Linked DNA regions of Mus musculus: region 2 is linked to region 1. A link is a contact called in public HiChIP or PLAC-seq data. All regions are on one chromosome and are shown on one strand. The core of a region is the stretch at or near the end of the contact, and the rest is flanking DNA. Distances in the headings are between cores, read along the strand shown. Region 1 holds the start of Tmem114 (transmembrane protein 114). Region 2 holds the start of Usp7 (ubiquitin specific peptidase 7).

The links. HiChIP or PLAC-seq counts read pairs in DNA pulled down with a chosen protein or histone mark.
Region 2: an H3K4me3 HiChIP or PLAC-seq map of embryonic forebrain shows a contact between it and region 1, with 2.9 times the contacts expected there. The contact joins the promoter of Usp7 here to the promoter of Tmem114 in region 1. A contact is called at or near these places in 3 of 39 promoter capture datasets (the C10 cell line, the HPC-7 cell line and pre-B cells), 1 of 15 datasets of contacts at CTCF or cohesin (the NIH/3T3 cell line), 1 of 484 Hi-C or Micro-C datasets (B cells), 10 of 115 datasets of contacts at active chromatin or transcription factors (astrocytes, craniofacial prominence, embryonic forebrain and 5 more) and 1 of 9 other capture datasets (adipose tissue).

The regions. Positions count from the first base shown.
Region 1 is chr16:8,423,685-8,431,232 of GRCm38.p6, forward strand. It overlaps Tmem114 (transmembrane protein 114), which reads right to left and starts at 1,452. Exons shown (of 4, transcript NM_029070.2): 1 at 752-1,452; 2 at 379-459. The coding sequence starts at 968.
Region 2 is chr16:8,732,699-8,740,469 of GRCm38.p6, forward strand. Usp7 (ubiquitin specific peptidase 7) reads right to left here and starts at 5,644. Exons shown (of 31, transcript NM_001003918.2): 1 at 5,506-5,644. The coding sequence starts at 5,587.

The sequences.
Region 1 (7,548 bases), core at 202-2,701:
GCTTCACCATCCAAAGGTGTTTGGCCGCTGGCTTGGACTCCCCCCACCTTCTTTCATGAGGACTACCACTCAAATGTAATTGCTTGTGTAGTGACGACCTCTCTCCGCAGCAAGTCCAGGAAGGCCTAGAGGGCACTGCCTGGATTTGAGGTCTAGCTCAGTCATCAATGGTGCACAGGGCTGTCTATTGGTTGGATGGATTCTACATACCTTCAAGTTAAAATGAGAGTGGCCCCGCCCCCAGGCATAGCCCCACCCTCTCAGGCCCTGTGGTCAAAGGCCTCCCACCCACAGCCTCCATGACCACTGAAGTTCAGGTTTGGAGAAGAGCATCAAAACTGAGGGACAGTTCCCTCCATCCATTGTCCCCGGACTTACTGAGAAGCTGTCTGCTGGAGTCGCTGACCGTCACATTCTCCTGCCAGAAAGGGTTCATCAACGGCGTGCAGGAGCTCTGGACTGATGGGAGGAAGGAGTTTCACCTGCAGAATCCTGACATTCTCCCTGCCCCCCCCCCCTCCGACCCCTGCCCCAAAGCTGCCTTAGATGTCTCCGGCCCAAGAAAGCAAGAGGGTGTTATGCACTTGTAAGCTGGCACTTCGCACTTTTGCAGGCCAGCCTCTGTCCATCCTCCCAGCACCCCTAAGTGCTTGGCACTGTGAGCTTGGAGGTTGAGATAGGAGTATGAGGTAAGCAACAGGTCCCAGGTACTGCACCCAGGTGAGAACACGGACCCTGGAAGGACCCTTACCCCGGCAAGTTCTCCAGAGTCCCGAGTGGGAGCTCAGAGGCTCTTGCTGGCTGCGGTTGGCCGGTCCCTGGTCCCTCATCCTCTGGCTGCTCCTTTCCAGCCTCTCGGTGTCGATGATGTACCAGAAGTCGGTGCCGATGGCTGCTGCCAGCAGCACGAAGCTCAGAGCCCCGCTCAGCGCCGCCGCTCCCGCCAGAGCGCCCAGGCGCACCCGCATCTCCCAGCGTTGGGCCCCCGGGCGCCGGCTCCTGCCCACGCTCCCCGTCTGTTCGCTGCACTCCAGATTCTCCAGCGTGGATCTCTGGCTCCACTTACGCGATCCCACCCGCACGTGCTCCGGCCCAAATCAGTGTCCTCAGGGATCCCTGTCCTCGCAGACCTCCACCCTAGTGCCTCCCGACCCTCCCGGGTCCGACTAGCACAGGTGCCACCTGCTCTCGCAGCTCCAACTTGCGCCCCGTTCCAGCGTCTCCTCCTTTCTGGCTCTGCACTCTTCTCCCCAGCCCCCGACTACTGCCTCCACTCCCCTGCCTCACCCTCCATGAACCCCTCCAGCAGCTCCCCGCCTCTGTCGACCTCAGTCCTCCTTGTTCTCCCCACACCTCTACCTCGGCGCCCCCAGTTCAGCCGGCGTCTATCTTCGCTTCCCACCGCTCCGGATCGGGGCGAGCGTCCTGAAACCTCAAGAAGACTGGGCTCACAAGACGAGCAGGCTGGACAGAGGGAGGTGCCAAGGGGGCGGTGCTGAAGAGAAGGCGGACTTCAGATACTAGGGAGTCAGAGGAGGCTGACTTTCTCTAATCTGGGGTTGCAGAGTCTCCTGCAAAGCCTCCTCCTGAGGCGCTTTTGATTCCAAAATGCACCTTCAAGTAATTTTCCTCTGCTGACTACAAAAGAAAAGGTCGGGATTTTTTTTTTCCACAAAAATTCTTTTAGTCAACAGGGAACATTAGATTCTGTGACTCTATTTTCTTTGTCAACAAAAATCTTCATCATCACAACCACCACTTCACTAACACCACAGCCCTACCCGCCACCCCATCATCTACATCACCACTACTACCACCATCATCAGCCTCACCATTTCTACCATTGCCCTCACCCCACCATCAGCACCACCACCGTCATCCCACCCTCACCCCGTCACCATTACCACACCAACAATAACAACCATCCCCACCATCTTCATCACCAGCACCAACAACCTCATCACCACTGTTACCACAAACACCGTTACCATTTTCTTTACCATAGCCGCCATTACCAGCGTTACCAATACTGCCATCCCCTTCCTCAGCACAAAACCTCTCATTCCTGGCACGAGGGTCCATGCTAAGAAGAAAGGGCATTAGCAGTCCAAACGCAGCCCAGACTTCCCATTCCTAAAGCAAGACACCCCAAGGAAACTCTCCTGTGTGTATGGCGATGGGAGTGAGGGAAGCAGGTTTGAAGAGTCAGAGATGGCCTGACTTGCAGTCTGCAGTTCTCAATGGCCCCTCATTGCTACCTTCTTCGCTGAGCGCTCAAACCCTTGATGCTGCTGTGACACAGTTTTAAAAAACTGTAATGCTGAAGTCAGTGAATAGGGGTGAGTAACCAGATGGGAGGCCTCAGTTAGTCTTTGGGGAAGCAACATTGACCCTGAGATGTGGACAAGCCAGCAGTTTACCCTACCTGCAGGAGTGTGAAAGTTTGCTACATACAGAGAAGTTTCAAGAATCTGGTGAGGGAAGGGGGCTTAGAAGAAAGACGAGAAGGTAGAAAGCAAAGGTGTACAGATCTGCAGACTCATGAGTGGGACTTGGGATTTCAGAGCTCATTGGACTCACAGTTTAACTCTTTGGAAAGTCTAAGTAGGAGACTGAAATGTTCTAACCTCATGGTGAGGGGGGCCAAAACCCCCAATATCTGTGATATTGCTATGTACCACCAAATGGCAAGAAGCAAGAATAATTGAGGTGAGGGAGCTGGAGAGACAGCTCAGGAGGTAAGAGCCCTTGAGACACAACGACATTAATTCAAAACCCCGGAATGCACATAAAAACATAGACAGGGTCATATGCACCGTAACCCCAGCTCTGTGTGGAAAGGACAAATACAGGAGGATTTCCAGGGCTTGCTGATTGCAAGCCTAGCTCCAAATTCAGTGAAAAAGCCCATCTGAAAACAATAAAGCAATGTAGACCTGATATCACCCCACCTCCAGTCTCCATGGAAAGTGCACACACATAATTTTAAGAGGCGTTAGTGGGGAGATAAACTAGAAAAAGAGCGAGGGGTCCTGGTAACTGGAGCTAAGCTAGTTGAATGTCGAGGTTAGACTTGATAAGGACAGCAGAAAATTAACATAGAGATTTGTGCTGTCCTTGTTTTCCATCTTAGTCTCCAACCTCACCCCCATCTTCATCCTCAGCAGTATCAGCACGCATGTTACCCAGGAAACCCTAATTAGACCCTGGATTTTACTTGCTCTCGGCTTTCTAAAGTCACTAATTGTGGAAGTCACACAGCCAGGCAATGGTCTCCCACTAGCTTTGCTGTAAATGACACCTTTGACTAAAGCCACCTAATGAGTTAAACACTGTTCCTCCACAAATGTTATCTCTCCTGTCCTTGGAGGCAAGCTCCTTTCCTCTGCCCTCCCTGATCCTCCTCCTTTCTATCTTTCCCTGTTGCCTGAATAAAAGACACCTTTTGTATCCCAAGCTATCACAATTAAACAAGCTGTACTTGGGAGGCCATCAGTCATGGAATCTTCAAATCAGTTACTTTTGTTTGGATACAGAACCCAGAACACAACTTGTAGATAACAGCAGTCCACAAATCAGAAAAGTAGACCCCCTCTGAAATTTGTAATCACCTTGTAATTCGTAATTTGACCATGGCCTGCTTCTTGGCAATGCCTCCACTCCATACATAAGCCTCATGCTGGGACCCCTCAAGGAAGATGGTCTTAGTTGGTGCTGATGATAACCTCCATCTTCTAATATCCATACAAATCTTGATTCTTGCAGCAGTAGCTTGGCCTTTCCAGTGGAGAGCAGTGAGCTTGGATTCATAGTTTCATAGTTGCAAGCTCACAGGGCTATCAACTGTCAAATGGTATCTCCTTGTTCTGCTGCATCATCTTCATCCACCATCTTGCACAAGATCCCTCTTTCCCCTGTCACCCTGACGGTATATATGCATGTGTGCACATGTGTATATGTATAAATATGCTCACCTGTGCAGACACATTTGGAAGCCAGAGGTCAACTTTGAGTGTCTTCCTCCAACACGTTCTCCCTGATTTGTTGAGATAAGGTCTCTCAATGAATCTGAATATCACAACTTGAGGCTATGCTGCCTGACCTGAGTCCCAGAGATCCACCTACCTCTGTCCCTCACCTGGCACTGCAGCTACAGATGGGCTTGGCCATGCTAAACCCTTACATGGATAGAAAAGGAGTTCACACTTAGGTCCTGAGCCTGCTCAACAAGCACTGTACACACTGACCCATTTTCTCACCAGCAGCTTTGCTTTGAAAATCTACTACACTTTACCATCATTTTCATTTGAAACATCACCAAAAGGATTCACACCAACAACCTACAGACAAAGGTAAAATTCAAATACACTCCAGAAGGCCTAATTATATGCTTCTTCTCCCTCTCCCTCTCCCTCTCCCTCTCCCTCTCCCTCTCCCTCTCCCTCTCCCTCTCCCTCTCCCTCTCCCTTTCCTTCTCCCTCTCCCTCCTCCTCCCCTCTCCCTTTCCCTCCCTTCTCTCTCTCTCTCCCTCCCCTCCCTCCCCCTTCTTCTCCCCCTTTCTTTTTTTTCAATTTTATTAGATATTTTCTTCATTTACATTTCAAATGCTATCCCCAAAGTCTCCTATACCCCCCCTCCCTGCTCCCCTACCCACCCACTCCCAATTCTTGGCCCTGCCATTCCCCTGTACTGGGGCATATAAAGTTTGCAAGACCAAGGGGCCTCTCTTTCCACTGATGGCTGACCTGGCCATCTTCTGATACATATGCAGCTAGAGACACAAGCTCTGGGGGTACTGGTTAGTTCATATTGTTGTTCCACCTATAGGGTTGCAGACCCCTTCAGCTCCTTGGGTACTTTCTCTAGCTTCTCCATTGTGTTCCATCCAATAGATGACTGTGAGCATCCACTTCTGTATTTGCCAGGCACTGGCCTAGCCTCACATGAGACAGCTATATCAGGGTCCTTTCAGCAAAATCTTGCTGGCATATGCAATAGTATCTGGGTTTGGTGGCTGATTATGGGATGGATCCCCGGGTTGAGTAGTTTCTAAATGGTCCATCCTTTCGTCTTAGCTCCAAACTTTGTCTCTGTAACTCCTTCCATGGGTATTTTGTTCCCTATTCTAAGGAGGAATGAAGTACCCACACATTGGTCTTCCTTCTTCTTGCTTTTTGTGTGTGTGTGTGTTTTGCAAATTGTATCTTGGGTATTCTAAGTTTCTGGGCTAATATCCACTTACCAGTGAGTGCATATTAAGTGACTTCTTTTGTGATTGGGTTACCTCACTAAGGATGATATCCTCATGATACCTCCATTTGCACAAGAATTTCATAAATTCATTGTTTTTAATAGCTGAGTAGTACTCCATTGTGTAAATGTACCACATTTTCTGTATCCATTCCTCTGTTGAGGGACGTCTGGGTTCTTTCCAGCTTCTGGCTATTATAAATAAGGCTGCTATGAACATAGTGGAGCATGTGTCCTTCTTACCAGTTGGAACATCTTCTGGATATATGCCCAGGAGAGGTATTGCTGGATCTTAAAAGGCCGCCAACAGATTGGGAAAGGATTTTTACCAATCCTAAATCTGAAAGGAGACTAATATCCAATATATACAAAAAGCTCAAGAGGCTGGACTCCAGAAATTCAAATAACCCCATTAAAAATGGGGTGCAGAGCTAAACAAAGAATCCTCAACTGAGGAATACCAGATGGCGAGAAGCACCTGAAAAAAATTTCAACATCCTTAATCATCAGGGAAATGCAAATCAAAACAACCCTGAAATTCCACCTCACACCAGTCAGAATGGCTAAGATCAAAAATTCAGGTGACAGCAGATGCTGGCGAGGATGTGGAGAAAGAGGAACACTCCTCCACTGCTGGTGGGATTGCAAGATGGTACAACCACTTCTCCCCCTTTCACGTAAGGACATACTTCACTCTCCAGTTTACTCCCACTTGTGGCACCAGAGACATTCCTTCTCACAGTCCAGCAGGAAGGACTCTCCTTCTAAGTGCTGCCAACCACACTTTCAGAAATAGGAGGCTCACTGGCCCACTTTTGGTTCATCTTTTCTAGTTACATGAATCATCCCTGTGACTCTGAAGATGACAGTGTGCAGATTGGCCACACTTGGGCCACCTGTGCAGAGTGCCACCATAACTGTGTGAATTGAAGGAGCGTGGCTGCAGGAACAGGCAATAAGAACATGAGACACACAATTAAATTAGAACGTCAGATTCATGGCTCTCCAAAACCAGACAAGGCAGTGCAAACATATAATTCCAGCACTTGGGAGACTGACGCAGAGGATCAGGGGTTCAAAGCCAACCTCCAACATATAGAGAGATCAAGGCTAGCCTAGGTTATATGAAACACCCTCACCACTCACAGAAGAATATATATATGTATATGTATGTATATATATATATATATATATATATATATATATATGATATACTTTTTTAAATTGTATGATGTTTGTCTGAAGTTCAAATTTAACTGGGTATCTGCATTTTATATGGTGAATCCTGTTGGATCCAGGAGGGAAACCAGGATATATATACCAGTGTGGTTCCACATTCCCATTCCCCCCTCAGTATCCAGGTGCCAGATCTTGGGCCAACTGTGAATGAAACAGATCTCTTAGACAGTGTTCAATGACACAGCTTGTGCATATATTTTATTTGGGTGAACAAGGGCTATATAAACCTTGGGGAGTGGGAACAGGTTTTTGAGGTGAATGTCCACTGGCTGAGGCCTAAGGTACTTGAAAGGCCTCATTTGCATGGAGAAGCATTCCAGGTGCTTCAGGCAGGTTCTTATTCGAAGAAGGGAAGTTGGACCTGTAACTTTGCCAAGGACTATGTGACATCCCATAGGTAGAGGAAGGGGGGTCAGATAAGGTCAGGCAGAGAATTGAAAGCCCCACTGGAAAGTGAAGTCATCCATTTTTTACTGAGCACAGGGAGCTGTCTGGTCAAGGTAGACTATGACCTTAATAGCAGGGTTTCCCAAGATAGCAGAACCAACCCTGGGGACAATCACGGTAAAGCCACTAGATATCCTTCTATCTAGCACGAGCATGTCCCCTAGGGGACTTCTCACTAGTAGAAAACATCCTTAGGGGTCTCTATGTAGAGATAACATTGTAGGTTTTGAAAAATCCATTTATCTCTAAGAATTTTAACATAATCTAGCTCAACTATGCCCAGCCACTCTGAAAAGAACAGCCAGTGATGTTTCTTAATAATGCTAAATAAGTGTTTGGGGGAAGATCACGTTAAACACCGTATAGCATCATGACTCAGCTAGTCAACCACAGAGCCCTGACAACCATGTTGAGTCCTGATGTAGGACCCAAGCACCAGGGCACTGAAGGTGAAAGTGGTACCAGGCACCCTGCTAGCAGGGACACAGAGACAGCCCCAGAGCAGCACCAGCATGGATTCCAGAGGCTAGGCCTGCATCTTAAAGCAGCATCCAGCAGGCTGCTAGAGCCTTGATTTCCTCACTGACCCCAGGACCACACAGAGATGAGATG
Region 2 (7,771 bases), core at 4,394-6,893, 310 kb after region 1:
GCCTGAAAACCTTCCTTCTTCCAACTTTCTCAAGTCCAAATTGGTTCCGAGCAAGTATGAAGCAGGTGAAATTCACCACCGGCCACTGTGAAAACACACACACCTGCTGCCCAGGATTCCACTTGAGGAATGAGCAGCAATTCCCTGGCTCAGTATTATTACTCTTCTAAAAAACTACAAACAATAACAAAAGGAAACTTAAAGAGACATCAAGGGCAGGAGCGATGGCTCAGCAGTTAGGAGCACCAAATGCTCTTCTGAAGGTCCTGAGTTCAAATCCCAGCAACCACATGGTGGCTCACAACCATCCCTAATGAGATCTGATGCCCTCTTCTGGGGTGTCTGAAGACAGCTACAGTGTACTTACATAAAATAAATAAATCTTTAAAAGAAAGAGACAGAGCCATCAAAAGCCTTCAGCAGACCTTATAGGTGGTCTAGAGAAGGGAGGTGCTGAAGGCGCAGAAAAGGCTTTTTTCCCTATACACAGCAATGACAACAAGGTCAGCAGCTATCACAACTGCTTATGGCTCTTCCACCCTCTTTCATAATGAGTGTCCTGCCAGGTACCAGCTTTCTGCACTTCTGCCCAGACTAAGTTCCTTAAAAACTGTAGTTCCAGGGCTGGTGAGACAGCTCAGTGGTTAAGAGCACCTGCTCTTCCAAACGTCCTTGAGTTCAAATCCCAGCAACCACATGGTGGCTCCCAACTATCAGTAAAGAGATCTGAGCCCTCTTCTGGAGGGTCTGAAGACAGCTACAGTGTTCACATATAATTAATAAATGTATAAATCTTAAGAAAAAAACAAAAAACAAAAAACTTATCTCGCAAAATCCAGAGGCACCTGAAATGGTCATTTTCCAAGCCAGGTCTGCAAAGGGCTGGATGAAGGCAGGTACAGCAAAGGATCCACTGGTTCCTTTCCAGGGCCTTACCTCAGATGACCTGCCAAGCTCTTTAGGAACACGACATGCAAATGGCTTGAGGTCTTGCTTGGTGTTTTATGGGAGACCAAATGGAAATTTCAATACTTGGCCCATAACTACTCAGAACTTGTGATTCTTCTGCCTCTGCCTCCCAAGTGCTAGACAGGACAACAGGTGCCACCTGCCCAGCTATGATTGGTGTTATTATGAGTCACTTCCCTTCCTTTTCATAGGGCAGGTCTAACAGTCCCATAGGTAGACAGCTTGGCAGTAACAGACCATAAGGAGAGCTATTCCAGGCGGGCAGTGGTGGCACACACCTTCAATCCTAGCGCCTTCCAGGTGCTGAGTTCGAGGCCAGCCTGGTCTACAGAGTGAGTTCCAGGATAGCCAGGGCTATATAGAGAAACCCTGTCTTGAAAAACCAGAGAGGAGAGAGAGAGAGAGAGAGAGAGAGAGAGAGAGACAGACAGAGACAGAGACAGAGACAAAGAAAGAAAGAGAACAAACACACACTACAGCCAAAGTCCCAACAAGGGTCCCACTTAAGATAGTGCCTGGAAAACCTGATAGGAGAATGTGGGTGGGAACCCAGCAAGAACATAGTCTCCCTCCTAAGTCTAGAGGTCTGGTGAGACCTGTCTTCCCCGCCACCGCCACCGCCACCCAGTAGTATTCAGTCACTAGGAGTAACACTACAATAAAGCAGCTGTGTGTTGGTGCAAAGCGGGTGATCCCAGCACCCAGGCGTGCAGGATCCTCAAGCCCAGACTGCACTCCAATTGGAGCCTGCCTCAAGGCAGTACCAATGACCTCCTGAACAAGGGTTTCCAGGCACCAGGAAGACACAGTCCTGCCATACATTTAGTTTTCTATTGCATATCCCTATTACAGGACATCAATACCGGGATTAGTTGGTCATTAATCGAGAGTCCAAGCACTTGGGAGGTAGAGGCAGAAAGAGCAGAAGCTTACTCGAGACCAGTCTCAGCTGCAGAAAACCTGGCTCAAAAACAGGTATAGGGAAATCTGGGGGTGTAACTCAGTCAAACTGTGTGGCTTGCAGGAAAACCTGGGGTTGGTCCCCAACACTACATAAAGACTATGACTGACCCAGTGAGGGTGCAGGAGTAACTACACCTAAACTGATGCTGTTACCTCCTACTCTCATTCTGCCAATGTATAATTACAAGCAGGCTTTTCTGCGTGCCTTGTTTCCTCACCTCAGCTCCAAGTCAGCCCACACTTAGCGCACATCGATGGCTCTATCTTGTGCCTGTCCTTGACAAGCCTGGTGGCACTGATTTCAGCACAGCCTTGGCCGATTTGCATGACCTCTTTTTCATAGGATGTAGAAACTGAGGCATCAATGGCTTAAACAGGCAGAGGTCACACAGCAACTAAACACAAATTCTCAGTAAACCTCTAGCCTCTTCTGCCATAGGACTACCCAACTGTGAACTAACCTAATGACCTGCCTAGTTTCCTAGTTCCACAGGAAAAACAGAAGTAAGGGTAAGGGTGCACTTTCTCCCCTATCGGTGTTCTTATCCCTGGACTGTGGGCAGAAAGGCTGAGAAGACAGACTGGGAGCATCACGGGCTGAAAAGAGCAACTCTGCAGCAAGCAGACCCGATTGTTTGGCATCAAAGGGACACATTTCTGGGCCAGGGCTGATTCCACTGGGCTCTCTGAGGTGATGCTCACAGCAAGAATTCTTCCACTGGGACTGGAGAAATGGCTCAGAAGGATAAGAATGCTGGCTGCTCTTCTGGAAGAGCTGGGTTCAATTCCCAGCACCTACATGGATGGCTCACAACTGTCCAGTTCCAAGGGATCTGGAACTCTCACACAGACATACATACAGGCAAAACACCAATGCGTATAAAATAAAAATAAGTAAAACAAAAAAAAATATTTCTTCCACAAACCAAAGCCTACCTAAGCTGCAGTGGTCACACATTTGCTCCTGACAGCAAGTCTGTCCACTTACTCAGCTCTCAAATACTACATTCTGAAAGAAACAGTGCTCGAGTGCAGAAGTGTCACCCAGAGAACAGCACATTCTCCTGTTAGGGAGATTACTGTGAGCCACAAGCAAAGCACACAGCAAAGCTTGTGTGTCTTTAATAGAACCTACAGATATGTAAGCCACCTATATGTAAGCCACCTCTTCAGATAATGGGCCAGTGAAGCTAGACAATAAATGAACTGCCAAATAAATTCACCCCCAGTCAGATATACTCTGCCTCTACCTCCCAGCAAGAAGCAAGACAAGTTGCTTTCCCGGCCTTACAGACAGCAGGCTGTGGTTACACCACCAGTAAACAGACCCTCATTTTCTCTCTCCCCATATTTTTCCCTTCCTAATTTTCCTCAGCACTCCTAAGAACTTAAAATAACCAATTCTCTAGTGGATGTATGAGCACTGTGTGGTCACTCAAGAACAAATGTAACTCTGACAGAGTGAGGCAGGACCGCATACTAGCATACTAGCCCTGACTACCGATAGGAGGGGAAATTACAACCAACAGAACCAGTCTCCCAGCTTCCCTCTCCATCGAAACCACCCTGCCCTAGAGGGAAGGCAGACAGGATACGCCTCACAAAGCCTTCCTTCCCAAGCTGGTCATAGCTCTGACCCCCTCCAGCTGCTGGCTCTACCAAACCCAAGTAAATAATGGTGCTAGCCATTAGCTCCGGTCTAGATCCCATTTGCAGCCCGGCTTGTGAGACCTACCGAAGTTGTTAACTCTAAATTCGGCTATTCTGGACTTTGGAAGAAGTTATCAACCCTTCCTGATCCTAATTGACAACAGCACAGTACCCTATTTGCGGAGTGCAAAGCTAAAATAAGACTGTCTAACGTGCACTCCCACACCAAAGCACTATACTAGCTCACATGGCCACAGCCCTGAAAGACTGCATTTTCTACAGAATTAGCGCAAGAATAGAAAACTGAAAGCCACAACACCCATTAAACACTAAAACTCAAATACTAACTTTGATAGAAAATGAAAGTTTCACGAGAAAACTCTGGGAAGCAAGCATGAAGCCCAGGATATCATGGGTAAAAAAACCTGTGAAGATCTTCCACCACCCTAATCTCGTCAAAACTTTGGACATAGACATTTTTCCAGATACAGTCTGTATCAGAAATATGCCCCCCCCCAGCGCTGTCCAATCTTATTCTCACAAAGCCCTAGAGGAGCAGTGAGGAAGACTTGAAAGGAAAACGGATGTTCACGTTCCGAGCAACTCTCCACTTTAGACGTGCATGAAATTATAGCATAAAAGGAGTACACTAATCTCCCAAAGGTGAGTTCCATCAGCTATTTGGTTTAATCGCACTTGCCAGACACTCTGAAATTACTGATTTGCTGAGGCCAAGAGAAACAGCCTAGTCCTTGGCATGAACTTCAGCTTCCCCCTTCCCCCGGCCCCCTAGGGCCTTTTTCCCTCTGCTGCATGGTCAGACAATTGTTTGATTCCCACTGATCACCATCAAGTTATTCACAGGGGGGGTCAAGAGTCAGTATTCCTAGCCTAGAGCATGCTACATCATACACAACAAATACAGTTTTACCCCAACTTCCTAGGAACCTTCATTCATTTATGAAAGCCACTATCACTTGCTGAACGGTCCATTCATTGCCCCTCACTGGGATTCCTGCCTGTCTGACCCCTTTAGGGCAGGTAACCGCGCATACTGCCTTCACTTAAAGTACCAAGTCAAAAGAAAAGAAAATGACCAACCCAGCATGAGATCCCGAAGCCAGAGTCCCTCCACTGCGCTTTCACAGCAAACCTTGATAGCGAAGCTCTACAAACAGTATAAAATCCAGTACCAAGATAAATTCCTGCGGCTCCGGTAGAAAACATAGTTACCTCCAGAACTTAATCTGCTTCTGCAGTAGGCCAGCCATGTGCGGCGGAACTCCATAGTTTCAAGCACACTTTTTAGCCGGACGTGGACGGCACCACCTACAGCCAGGTACCCAAACTCCTCCACAAGCCCAGGTAACTTATAAACTAGGCGAACCTGAGTACTTTCCCAGCAAGTCCAAAGGCTGAGGGCAGCTGCGCGCCTTGCAGGTGTCTCCGCAATTAAGCGCGACGCCCGGCAGAGCGCTCGGAAGTTATTGGGGGGAGGCTCTCCGGGGGCGCGTTCAGAAGCAGGTGCAGGGGAACCTGCGCACCCGCTCCCATACCCACCCCAAGAGCTCAGGGGCCGGGGAGCAGGCCCAACCAGCCTGGCCAGAGCCACACACCCCGGAAAGAGGACGGTCCCCGGGGCCCGCCTCCCAACCTGGGTACCCGGAGCCAACACACCTCGATCCTAATTTACGACTCCGGCGCTTTGTGCCCAGCAGCCCGTGCGCTGCACAATGCGTGAACTCGGGGGTCCGGGGCCACCCCCCGCCGGGCCGCATGACTGTGCAGCCCCGGCCCGGCAAAAGCGCCGGGCCGAGCGGGGCCGAGCGGCAGCCCGGCCTGGTTAAAGATGGCGAGGCCCTCGCGTGGCTCCCGCGGCCGCCCGGACCACAATGAAAGCGCCGGCCCCGCTGCGGGCCTCACCTTCCATCTCCATGTCCTCGGGCTCGCTCAGCTGCTGCTCGCCCGCTTTCTGCTGCTGCTGCTGCTGCTGTTGGTGGTTCATGTCGGCCGCGGCCTGGGCCTCGCCTGCGGCCGGAGGCCCGGGCTGCGGGCCCGGCGGGCGGGCGGCTGCTAGCAGAGGCGGCGGCGGCGGCGGCGGCGGGGCGGCCTCCTCCTCTTCCTACCCGCGCGTCGTCGGCGGCGGCGGCCCCGGGGCGGCCCGCGGCGGGCGGCGGCGGCGGCGGCGGCGGCAGGGAGACGCGCACGTACTTGCTCGCGATTCGCCCAATCTCGGCGCCGAGGCGGGCGGGCGGCGGCGGGCCGAGCCGGGCGGCCTCCTCGCTCGCTGCGGCCGCCGCTGCCGCCGCCGCCGCCGCCGCCGCAGGGCCCGCCTCCCGCCGCCGGGGCCGGGGCTGCGGGGCCGCGGGCCGGCCGGGGGCGGAGGGCGGCCGGGCGGGGGCCGCGTAGTCAGCCCCGCCTCGGACCGGGCGCGGAAGGCTGGAGGCCGGGCGGGCCGCGGCGAGCCTGCGGGCCCGGGTGTGGGCTGCGGCGGCGACCGCTGAGGCTGCGCGGGCGGGTGACCGGCTGGCCGCGCTCGGGGCGCTGAGGCCTCCGCCTCCTCGGCGTCGTCGTCGGGGCTCCGGCAGCGGACGCGGCGCCCGGCGGCTCGGCTCGGCTCAGCTCGCTCTCAAAATGGCGGCGGCGTGAAATGTCACATCCGCATGGGGGGCGAGAGCGGAGCGAACGAGACGAGGGCGGGCGGCGGGCGGAGCGGGAGGCGGAGCGGGAGGCGGAGCAGGGAGCGGCCCGCCCGCCGCCACCGAGGAGCACCCACCCCGCGCGCCGGCCGCCCGCCCGCCAGCCCTGCTGGAGCGGGGCGCCGGGGTCTCCTCTGTGAGGCAGCGGAGCGCAGCCCAGGGCCGCGGGGCTCCGGCTGAGGGTAGGGGTGCTCGCGGGAACTGGGCTGGACAAGGAGCCCAAGGCGCGGCGCCGTTTTACGGCCCGTAACCGGCCCCGGGATTCTCACCCGGGCAAATACGTGGGAAACTTAACTCTTTTGCACCCTAGATCCAATAAGGCAAAGTGTAGTCCTTCGGCTCTCACCTATCCCAGCATTCATTTATTTCCTCTCTAGGAGATCAGGTTGGCCACGATCGTCCACTGGGAAAGAGTCTCTCGGGTAGTCCAAGCTGGCCTGGAACTTTTCATGGTGCTTGATGGACACCTGATCCTCCTGCGTCTACCTTTCTAAGTTTTAGGAGTCAAATTTTTTTAAAAGCGAACTTTTCAATACAAGAAATTTGAAGAGGGAAAATCTGATTGATTTAAGGCCTAAGCGCCAACTGACTTGGGGGGGGGGGGGTAGCACATGCCTTTTTAATCCCAGAATTTGGGAGGCGGAGGCAGAGGCTGAGGCAGTAGGATCTCTTCGAATTGGAGGCATGGCCAAGCCAACCAGGACTCAAACAAATCAACAACAAAACAAGAACATCTTGGCCTGAACGCTTCCCATCAAGGAACTTCCTCCTACCAGGTCCCAAAGGCACCTGATTCACCAGAAACCTGCCCCTTCCTCCTTCCCAAGGTCACCCAGAGTTGGGTGCAGGGGGTTGGGATAGTCGTACTGCAAATACTATTGAACAACTTGCTTTCACAAAAAATTAATTAGTAATAATAAAAAAAGAGCCTTTTCTAGCACTTCATGACTTGCAAGGAAAATAACCAGCTAGTCCAGGAAAAAAAAAATGCAACAATTTGCTATCTTGCCTTAGGACACCAGTCAACCCAACTTCCCTTGCTGAAGTTCAAAACCTAAACAGAGGCCAGCAAAATGGCAGAGTGGGCAAAGGTGCTGTCACCAAGTCCTATGACCTGAATTCCAGCAAGTTGGCCTCTGGTTTCCACTGTGCATGCTGCAAAAGCGCACACACTCAAATAAATATATGTACATGTAATTTTTTTTTTTTTACTTAAAGGGGGAAAAAACCCAAAGTGGATAAAGGAGAGATGGTTCTGTATCTTTTATCTAATGTGCCTGGAACCAGAAGTGTTTCACATCTCAGTCTGGGGAATTTTTGACTGTACATAAAAGGAGGTATCTTTGATAACAGAACCCAAATCAAGGTAAAATCCATATATTTCTGAGATACCTTATACATAATCTTATACAGAATTTTGTATTTGACTGCAACCCCGTACAAGGTCAGGTATAAAATTTTCCACTCTACTTGGGGCCAGCAAAAGGCTC